Regions from separate parts of the Mus musculus genome. Here region 1 is linked to region 2. Evidence: chromatin contacts called from public HiChIP or PLAC-seq data. All regions are on one chromosome and are shown on one strand. The core of a region is the stretch at or near the end of the contact, and the rest is flanking DNA. Distances in the headings are between cores, read along the strand shown.

Evidence for each region. HiChIP or PLAC-seq counts read pairs in DNA pulled down with a chosen protein or histone mark.
Region 1: an H3K4me3 HiChIP or PLAC-seq map of bone marrow-derived macrophages shows a contact between it and region 2, with 4 times the contacts expected there. The contact joins the promoter of Rnaseh2a here to the enhancer-like site in region 2. A contact is called at or near these places in 8 of 39 promoter capture datasets (cranial neural crest, embryonic stem cells, fetal liver and 4 more), 6 of 15 datasets of contacts at CTCF or cohesin (CD8 T cells, the G1E-ER4 cell line, the NIH/3T3 cell line and 2 more), 116 of 484 Hi-C or Micro-C datasets (8-cell embryo, the AML12 cell line, B cells and 72 more), 24 of 115 datasets of contacts at active chromatin or transcription factors (the 230-238 cell line, the NIH/3T3 cell line, the SCID.adh cell line and 16 more) and 4 of 9 other capture datasets (adipose tissue, embryonic stem cells, liver and 1 more).

The regions. Positions count from the first base shown.
Region 1 is chr8:84,963,922-84,968,320 of GRCm38.p6, forward strand. It overlaps Rnaseh2a (ribonuclease H2, large subunit), which reads right to left and starts at 2,155. Exons shown (of 8, transcript NM_027187.4): 1 at 1,939-2,155; 2 at 1,650-1,721; 3 at 1,396-1,522; 4 at 1,210-1,297. The coding sequence starts at 2,065.
Region 2 is chr8:84,920,068-84,924,732 of GRCm38.p6, forward strand. It overlaps Mast1 (microtubule associated serine/threonine kinase 1), which reads right to left. Exons shown (of 26, transcript NM_019945.2): 11 at 3,961-4,046; 12 at 3,664-3,872; 13 at 1,273-1,411; 14 at 1,033-1,165; 15 at 730-895; 16 at 548-649; 17 at 293-415. Gm38426 (predicted gene, 38426) reads left to right here. Exons shown (of 3, transcript NR_103491.1): 2 at 327-437; 3 at 1,980-2,848. Among named protein-coding and RNA genes, the nearest start is that of Gm38426, 9.1 kb to the left of the region's middle. Within about 2 kb of position 1,629, at least 10 of the 459 cell types and tissues checked have an H3K27ac peak or open chromatin away from gene starts, as enhancers often do. A contact at or near this core is called in bone marrow-derived macrophages, where this site is marked.

The DNA.
Region 1 (4,399 bases), core at 905-3,404, 44 kb after region 2:
CCCAGCACCCATATCATGGCTCATAACTGTCTATAACTCCAGTTCCAGGGGATCCCACACCTTTTTCTAGCTTCTGTGGGCACCAGGAACTCATGTGGTGCATAGACACACATGCAAGCAAAATACCCATATATAAACATATAGAATTTTAAGGACTGGAGAGATGGCTCAGAGGTTAAGGTTCTGAGTTCAATTTCCAGTAACCACATGGTGGCTCACAACCATCAGTAATGAGATCTGATGCCCTCTTCTGGTCTGCAGTCATACACGCAGGCAGAATGCTGTATACATAATAAATAAATCTTTTACTTGTGTATACGGGTATATTACTTGTGTGTGTATGGGCGTATTACTTGTGTGTACGGGTGTATTACTTGAGGAGACCAGAAGAGGCAATAGGATGTCCTAGAACAGGAGGTAAGGCTGTTCTGAGTCACCCAGTGGATGCTGCGAATCCAACCCAGGTGCTCTGGAGCAAGAAAAGAAAGAAAGAAAGAAAGAAAGAAAGAAAGAAAGAAAGACAGACAGACAGAGACAGAGACACAGAGACAGGCAAGCAGACCAAAGCTCTCATCTTTCTAGACCCACTTTTTTTTTTTTTGGAGACAAGGTCTTGCACTAACCCTGGAACCCAACAATTCAGCTGGTGGACTGGTCAGCTATCCAGACCCATGATCTTCCTGTCCCCTCACTCCTAGCACTGAGGTGACAGGTTTCTGTTGCTTTGCCTGGCTTTACCTTTGGATGCTACGGATCCAAAAAAAAAACAGGGTTCAGGCTGGAGGTAGCCTGGGCTGACATTCAACTCACTTTTTTTTTTTTTTTAAAGATTTATTTATTTATTATATGTAAGTACTGTCTTCAGACACACCAGAAGAGGGAGTCAGATCTCATTACGGATGGTTGTGAGCCACCATGTGGTTGCTGGGATTTGAACTCTGGACCTTCGGAAGAGCAGTCGGGTGCTCTTACCCACTGAGCCATCTCACCAGCCCTCAACTCACTTTTTATCCAAGGGTGGCCATAAACTCTTCATGTTCCTGCCTCCATTTCCTAAGTGTTACGACTCTGACTTTATGCAGTGCTGGGATGGAAGCAGGACTTCATGCATGCTAGACTAACAATCTATCACTAATACAGACCCAACTTCAACTTTTTAAAGTCCCTTTTATCAGAAGGTGACCAAAGGGCTGTAACCCAACAGCTCACCTGAGTGACATTCACATTCTGGTCCAGTGCGTACTGTATCAGCCCCGCAGCTGTATCGTGTGACAGGGAGTTGAGGTTGTACTTGACTCTGGTAAAGGACAGAGTTTAGTCCACACCATTGCAAAGGCAGGACGCAGCCTGCCTGTGTTGGTTGCTCTTCCCCCCACTCATGAAGGGACGCCTCACCGCCCAAGCATGCTGGTAGAGATCAGGTTTGGAGACAGGACGTCCAAAGCCCAACCCACAAAGTCTCCATCCTCCTCCATTTTCGCAAAGAGCCTCTCCCGCTCGTTCTCTGTCAAGGTCTTAGAGTCTGGGAAGAAAGTTAAAAGAAAAGGGGACAAGTGGTTGTTTCCCGATTCCGCTTTCCCCTCTGTATCTCTCCTGCCCCCCTGCACATACCCAGGAACCCAGAGTGCAGACATTCTGCACAGGCTCACCTGCCACTTTCAGGGCCTCCAGATCTGCCAAGCGAGACAGGGGGCAGTAACAGATGGCGTAGACCATGGGACCTTGGTAGGAAGAGGACAAGTCAAGAGTTCTGAGAGCAGGGTTCCCACCAGAGAGTACAGTACGTAAAAGCCACCTTGCGCCATCATCACCACGGCCCAAGGCCATCCCACTATCGCTTCCGGATCCCAAGGCCCAGCATGATCCTCACTCCGGTTTCCCTGAAAACTGCACCCCTTTCACCCACGCGCCTCCCAGCCCGCGGCCCTGGAAGCGCACCAAGCACAGGGCCTCGGCCCGCTTCATCCACGCCCAGAACGCACGGCTCCTTGAGACACACAGCAGGTACAGGAGAACTCAGACGACAACGACCCGTATTGTCCCTCTCCAGCTCGCTGAGATCCATGCTGCCTCTGCGACAGCCAACAATTGTAGAAAACAACACTGCAAGCGCAGGTCCCAGCGCGCGTTTTCCGCGAAAACTGCAGTGGCTCTTGATGCTGACCAATCGGCTCGCAGGATCCGCCCTCGATGCGCCCTCCGGCGTGGTCGTTTACGCACGCGCTGCTGTCGCCGCTGGTCTGCTCTTCTCTCCTGGGAATTGTAGTCTTTGAGGACTATCTCCAAGGGCGTGGTTTGTAATGGAGGGTGGGCAGGGTCACTTTGCAAGCTCCGCCCCGTTGCTGCTGGAGCCTGGCCCTCAGTGACTGGTACAGAGAGAAATAACGAGGAAATTAAGATGTAGTTAAGCAGATTGTTTGGTTTGTTTCTTTCGAGACAACTAATAAAGCCCGGCTGGTCAACCTTGAAGTCACTATGTAGCCTGGGATGACTTTCTATCCATAATCCTCCTACCTCCATTTCCTATGCTGGAATTACCAACCCTCACTCAACTGATATTTTTTGGAGGTTTACAAGATCAAATATCATTGCACAGGCGGAACACTGGTCTCACCGGGTCCCGGTCTCCTACTACCTCCATTCATGTTTGTAATGGCTATCTGTCTCTGTCTCTCTATTTGTTTGGGGGGTGGGGGCAGTGGGGGGAGAGTCTCACTGTGTCTCTCTAGCTGACCCAGAATTTGCTACATAAATTGGCCTTGAACTCACAGAGCTACACCCACCTTCCCTCCCCACCACGCTGCACAGAACCTCCGCTCCTAGTACTGAGTGTCCCAGATTCCACAAGGCTGAGGCCTTCTGACTCACATTTCCTGAAGTTAATGGCTCTCCAGGACACTGCTGCCTCTAGGACCTGTCCCTTATCATCTTTCTGAAAGAAAGCCTTCTGTACCACTGTGGGAGATGCCGGGCCCCAGCTGCTTCCTGTTTAGGCTCTGCACCCATCAGGCAGGTATCTTCCCTCCCTTCCCCCATCCCTCCTCTCTTCTGCTATCCCTTATTTTAGGAAGCTCCCATCTCCCGGACTCCTTAGCCACTCCGAGCACACTCTATTGTCTTCTTGGTCAATGAGACACACGCCCATCATTCCTCTATCACATGCTTCTGCTTGCCACCAAGTTTTTTTTTTGGGGGGGGGTTGTTTTGTTTTTTAAGACAGGGTCTCATGTAGCATTAAATAGCCTAAAATATTAAATTAAACATAGCCTTAAATATTATTAAATATCGCCTGGGTTGATCTTGAATTCTTGATTCTCCTGCCTCAGGAGTGCCTGAGTCACAGGCCTGAACCTCCAACAGGGCTTTCTCCTTCCAGCGTTTCCTGCTTTGTCCCATGGCTGTCGGAAAAGCTCCTGTGTCTGAAGTCAGGTGCCTGCTCCCCAGCCAACCTGAAGCTTCAGACTTTGGGCCCTAGTACTCACCTCAAACCAGCCACCACCTCAGTTCCTTCTCTTCCTGCTGTTTGTTTTTATTTTTCAAGACAGGGTTTATCTGTGAATCCTTGGCCGTCCTGGAACTCTGGGACTCATTCTGTAGATCAAGCTGGCCTCGAACCCAGAGATCTGCCTGTCTCTGCCTCCCAAGTGCTGGGATTAAAGGACCGCGCCCTCATGTTAAGTCCCTGCCCTAGATCTGCCAGCCAGTTCTGACTAGCATTGCCATGTCCCGTCTGTTGCTCACCTCTGCTCAGGGCCTCTAGTTGCAGTCCTTCAGGCTGCAAGATGAGCAATCCTGTTGCCGGCACGGCCTCATCTGTACCAGCTTCTCTCGGTCCATGAACACAGGGACTGGTGCCGTGCCCAACACCTGACGGCTGCGTTCCTGTCTGCCCAGGCTGCAGAAACAATGCCACTTTCCCCACGGGCCTAGGACTGAGTCTTCCAGTACTGGAGATGGAGGGTGGACATGAAAACCCAATTGGGGAGTGAACCACCATACAAAGGATTTGTCCAGGGAGGGACAAAGATAAGGAACCTAATAGTAACAACTGGTATTTTTAAGACTTTGCTGCCTCTGTGCAGTGACTTAGGAAGAGCAAACCACCCTTTCAGAAAGACAGCAGTAAGCTGCCTACAGTTGCAAACTGACACCTCTAATCTCCGCCAGCCAGCTCAGTTGGGAGTATTCACTCCCTGTCCTTCATACCCGACATCCATCCAAAGTTGACTCTTGTCTTCAGGGACTTAATCATGGGCCTACCCAGCAGGCCCAGTGCCACCTGACTAACAAGGCTGACAGATGTTAAGTTAAATGATATAATTGACATAATAAATGCACTTAAACCCCCTGGTGCTGAGCTAACTTGTAGCAACAAAGTAATTTTTATGCTCAGGAGAAG
Region 2 (4,665 bases), core at 379-2,878:
CAAGTGCTGGGATAGCAGGCATCAGCCACAATATCCAGACTCACTTTTTATTTTAAAATGGGGTCCCACTAAGTTGCTTAGGCTGGCCTTGACTTCTCTGTGTAGTATAGAAAGCCATGACTTCTTAGTCTCTGGGATGACAGGCCTGTACCACCTGGCCTGACCAGTGTCAGCCTTTTTATCCCCACATACCCTTAGCCAGGCTCCATCCCAGTCCTCACTGTGGGCCCTCTCTTTGGATCCCATTCTATACTCGGACCTGGCATTGTGTCTCTCCCTACCCCCAACTCACTGTCAAAGTAGCTGGTGTCATCTTCTGACTCTAGGTGGGGGATGAACTCCGCCTTCTGCCGCAGTAGCCCTGTCCAGTCCAGGTCTCGGAAGAAACTATGCTGCTTCACCTCAAAAGCACCACCTATGGACAGAAGATGAGAAAGGTACCCAGCGCCTGCCCAGCACACCAAGCCCAATTACTGCCCCAGGCCTCAGCTCAAGCTGGGACAGCAACCTGCTCCCATCTCAGCTGTCTTTGCAGAAGGCCTCTTACCTGCCCCAAGCCGGACCAGGGGGTTGGTCTGCAAGAGGCTAGATATTAGAAGCTGTGCATCTGTGGGCAGGGCCTCGTCCCCTTCAGGCCACAGTATGTCATCTGCAAAGAAAAATGAAGCTGAGGTCGCCTCAGGCTGCCCATCTTTTCATAGTCCCACCTCCCACCTAGGAGTCACGTACCGCTGATGACCTGTCCAAAGAGCTCTTCTGGGGTATCCCCGAAGAAAGGCACACAGCCCACCAGGAACTCGTAGAGAATGATCCCCATAGCCCACCAGTCCACTGGCTTGCCGTAGCCCTGGCGCAGGATGACCTCGGGTGCGATGTACTCTGGGGTCCCACACACCTGGGGGCAGGTGGTCAGCCTGTGCCCTGGCCACAGAAGGGGCCTCAAGGGAGAGCTGTGCCCTCCCACCAGGCCCTGGGCCCCTGAGGTCCTTCCAGGTCACTCCACCCTTGGTGACTCCCATGCCCGCCACACACCTGTTTGTCCAGGAACTCCCGGGCATCCTTCTCAATGTGCCCCTCATATAAGTTGGTGGTCAGGCTCATGAGTCCCATCTTGGAGAGGCCAAAATCCGTGAGCTTGATGTGGCCCATGGAAGTAATGAGGAGGCTTCAGGGACAAGGACACAGAGCAGGTTTCAGAAGTGAGATCCTTGCCCTTCACCCCTGGGTCTTCCAAGGAACAATGGGAGAGGAATAAAGAAGGCCAAAGCTCACTTGTCTGGCTTGAGGTCACGGTGCACGATGCCATAATTGTGTAAGTACTCAAGGGCTAGAACTGTTTCTGCAAAATACATTCGCGCCATCTCCACAGGCAGTGCCCCAATGTTCTTGAGGAGAGTGGCACAGTCACCACCTGAGAGCCAGGGAAGAGATTCAGGTAAAGAGAGAGTTACTTCCATACCCAAAGCCAGGCACACAACATTCACTGTTTCTCTACTTCCCTTGTACCCATTTTGCAGAAGGGGAAAACTAGAAATGGGAGCCTTTCCAAGTCTCAGAAAGAGCCGCATTCTCCTAGGCTTACCTCATGTTATTAGTCACCCTCTGAAATTGGCATGTCCAACCCACTTACTTCATAAGGACTCAGAGAGAAGTCTGGTCACACAGGAAGTTGATGATAGTGAGTTTTGTTTAGAGTCAAAGAAAGCATGACTCTTGGCCTCTTGACAACTGATCCTTGAGGGTCAAGGGTTTTTAAGTGTGGGTTGCTGGCTTCCACCCAGGAGGAGTGTGAGCCACATGTTATTTAGCTGCAAATGGGATCCAGGCCCTTGTGCATACTCAGAGATAATTCCAGCGTGGAGCCACACCCCCTCCCCCTCCTCAGTGGATTCTAGATAGGTGCTTTACTACTGAACCAGGGCACTGTCCAACATTCGTAGTTTAGTTTGCCTGATACCCGCTCTTTTCTTTTCTTACAGGGGTAGATGTCACTCAAGGCAAACCACCTAGGTCAATATGCAACAGGTTTGTGCCCTTTCACATGAGCATTAAACATAGTGTGCAATCGGATGGACGGCAGCCTTGCTACTCTATGGTGCATCCAGAGGGAGCAGCTACACTGTGGTGCATCAGAAGGGAACAGGCATGTCATGTGAGAAAGCAGTGCTATGTGACAGCCAATAGCTTGGTAAGAGCACCTAGATGCAGCCATTCCTAAAGGCGGCATAGCATATAAGTTCCTATGTTTCCTTGCTACACAAGATAGAAAAAGATAGATAAAATGGCTGGGGCTGAAGCCAAGCACACAAAAGGCCTTGAGTGTGAATTCCAACATGGCTCAGCCATACCTTAAGATGGAAAAAAAAAAAGTAAAATGTAAAGTGTGAATGATAATGTAAACAATGAGCTTTAGTTAGTTGGTATTGTAATCATTTAATTAACTTTATCTGTAATATTCTACTTATAATAATATTTACTGTTAACTAAATTATAACTGAAGCTGGCCTGGAACTGTCTCTGCCTGGGGATGTGACTCAGAGGAGAGCCACTGCCTAGAATCCCCCAGTGAAGCACTAGGGTTATGGGTTCCATCCCCAGCACCCCACAAAAAGCAATTATGGAGGAACAAACAGAAAGTGGAAGGAAGAAATGAATGAAGCTGCACACCTGAATTCTCAGCTACGTGGACACTGAGGAAGGAGATGGACTATTTCAGGAAGAGAGAGTACGTGCGCACGCGTATGCATGGGAGGGGGGAGGAGAAGAATTGGATGGATAATGCATAGATGAGCAGAGAAGGAAAAGAATGTAAAGAAAGAATTGCTTCAATAAACAAATGGATGAGAAGACACATATAGAGTGGGGGTGTTTGCATAATAATAGGAATTATAACTTAATTAAGAATTAAAAGAGCCGGGGCTGGTGAGATGGCTCAGTGGGTAAGAGCACCCGACTGCTCTTCTGAAGGTCCAGAGTTCAAATCCCAGCAACCACATGGTGGCTCACAACCATTTGTAACAAGATCTGACGCCCTCTTCTGAAGTGTCTGAAGACAGCTACAGTGTACTTACATATAATAAATAAATAAATCTTTAAAAAAAAAAAGAATTAAAACAGCTGGGCGTGGTGGCGCAAGCCTTTAATCCCAGCACTCGGGAGGCAGAGGCAGGCGGATTTCTGAATTTGAGGCCAGCCTGGTCTACAAAGTGAGTTCCAGGACAGCCAGAGCTACAAACCCTGTGTCGGAAAACCATAAAAAGAAAGAAAGAAAGAAAGAAAGAAAGAAAGAAAGAAAGAAAGAAAGAAAGAAAGAAAGAAAGAAAGAAAGAAAGAAAGAAAGAAAGAAAGAAAGAAAGACAGACTTAGTACAAAGTAAGCCCTGCCCACCTGAAGACCCACAGCTAACAAATAAGTCTGACGAACCTCAGCACTCAGGAGGATGAAGATGGAAGACCAGAGTTTGAGGCCAACATGGGCTACATACTGAGACCCTGTCTTAAAACAAAAATTATACCGAACAAACCATGGGCAGAGTAGGCAGACATCAAGGACAGGATAGCAAACAGTTGAGAAAGCAAGCATATGATCAGATAGGGTGACCCTGGGTCAAGTGTGTGACCCTGCTGCATTGACTGGCGCAGCGGTGCCCAAAGATGGCCGTACCTTCCACATACTCCATGACCATGCAAAGGTGGCGCCGGGTCTCAAAGGAGCAGAACATGCCGACCACAAATGGGTTCTCTGCAAACGTGAGGATGTCGCGCTCCACAAACGCCTGCTGGATCTGGTTGCGCAGGATCAGGTTCTGTTTGTTGATCTTCTTCATGGCGAAGCGCTGCCTCGTGTCCCGGTGCCGCACCAGGTAGACGGCTCTGCGGGGGAAGAGAGCGAGGACCGGCCATCACCTCCGAGACACCCGGCCTCCGCCACCCTCCCCCGCCAGAGCCCCGGGTGGCTCACCCGTAGGCACCATTGCTAATGAGCTTGATAGTGTCAAAGTCACTTTCACCGGGAGGTTTCTTGGCCTTGGAGGTGCTGCTGCGACCCTGCAGGGGAAAGTGCAAGACCACCACCATCATCACCACCTTTACATATGGGGAAACTGAGGACCAGAAGGGAGTAAAAACTCCTTTCTCCAGTTTGCACAGTAAGAAAAAAGAACACTTGAACTCAAATACTCTCTGCTGTCATATTTCCAACTTCTGCTTTTAGGAAAGATAGGAAACCTACAAAATGGCTAGTCACACAACATGTATGAAATGTTCCTAGAAGTTGGCAGCTGGCAAGGTGGCTCAGTGGGTAAAGGGGCTTGCTTGCCACTACATTTGACAGACTGAGTTCAATCTCCAGGATAAACTTGTAGATGGAGAAGCTGGCTTTTTCAAGTTGTCTTCTGATCTCGACACACGTACACATTATATATATATATATATAAATGTAACAGGACTTTTTTTTTTTTGGTTTCGTTTTTCAAGACAGGGTTTCTCTCTGTAGCCCTGGCTGTCCTGGAACTCACTCTGTAGACCAGGCTGGCCTCAAACTCAGAAATCCGCCTGTCTCTGCCTCTCAAGTGCTGGGATTAAAGGCATGCACCACCACGCCCGGCTCCAGTGAGATATCGTATTTCAAAAAACATGACCTAGAGCAATTGAGGAAGACACTAGA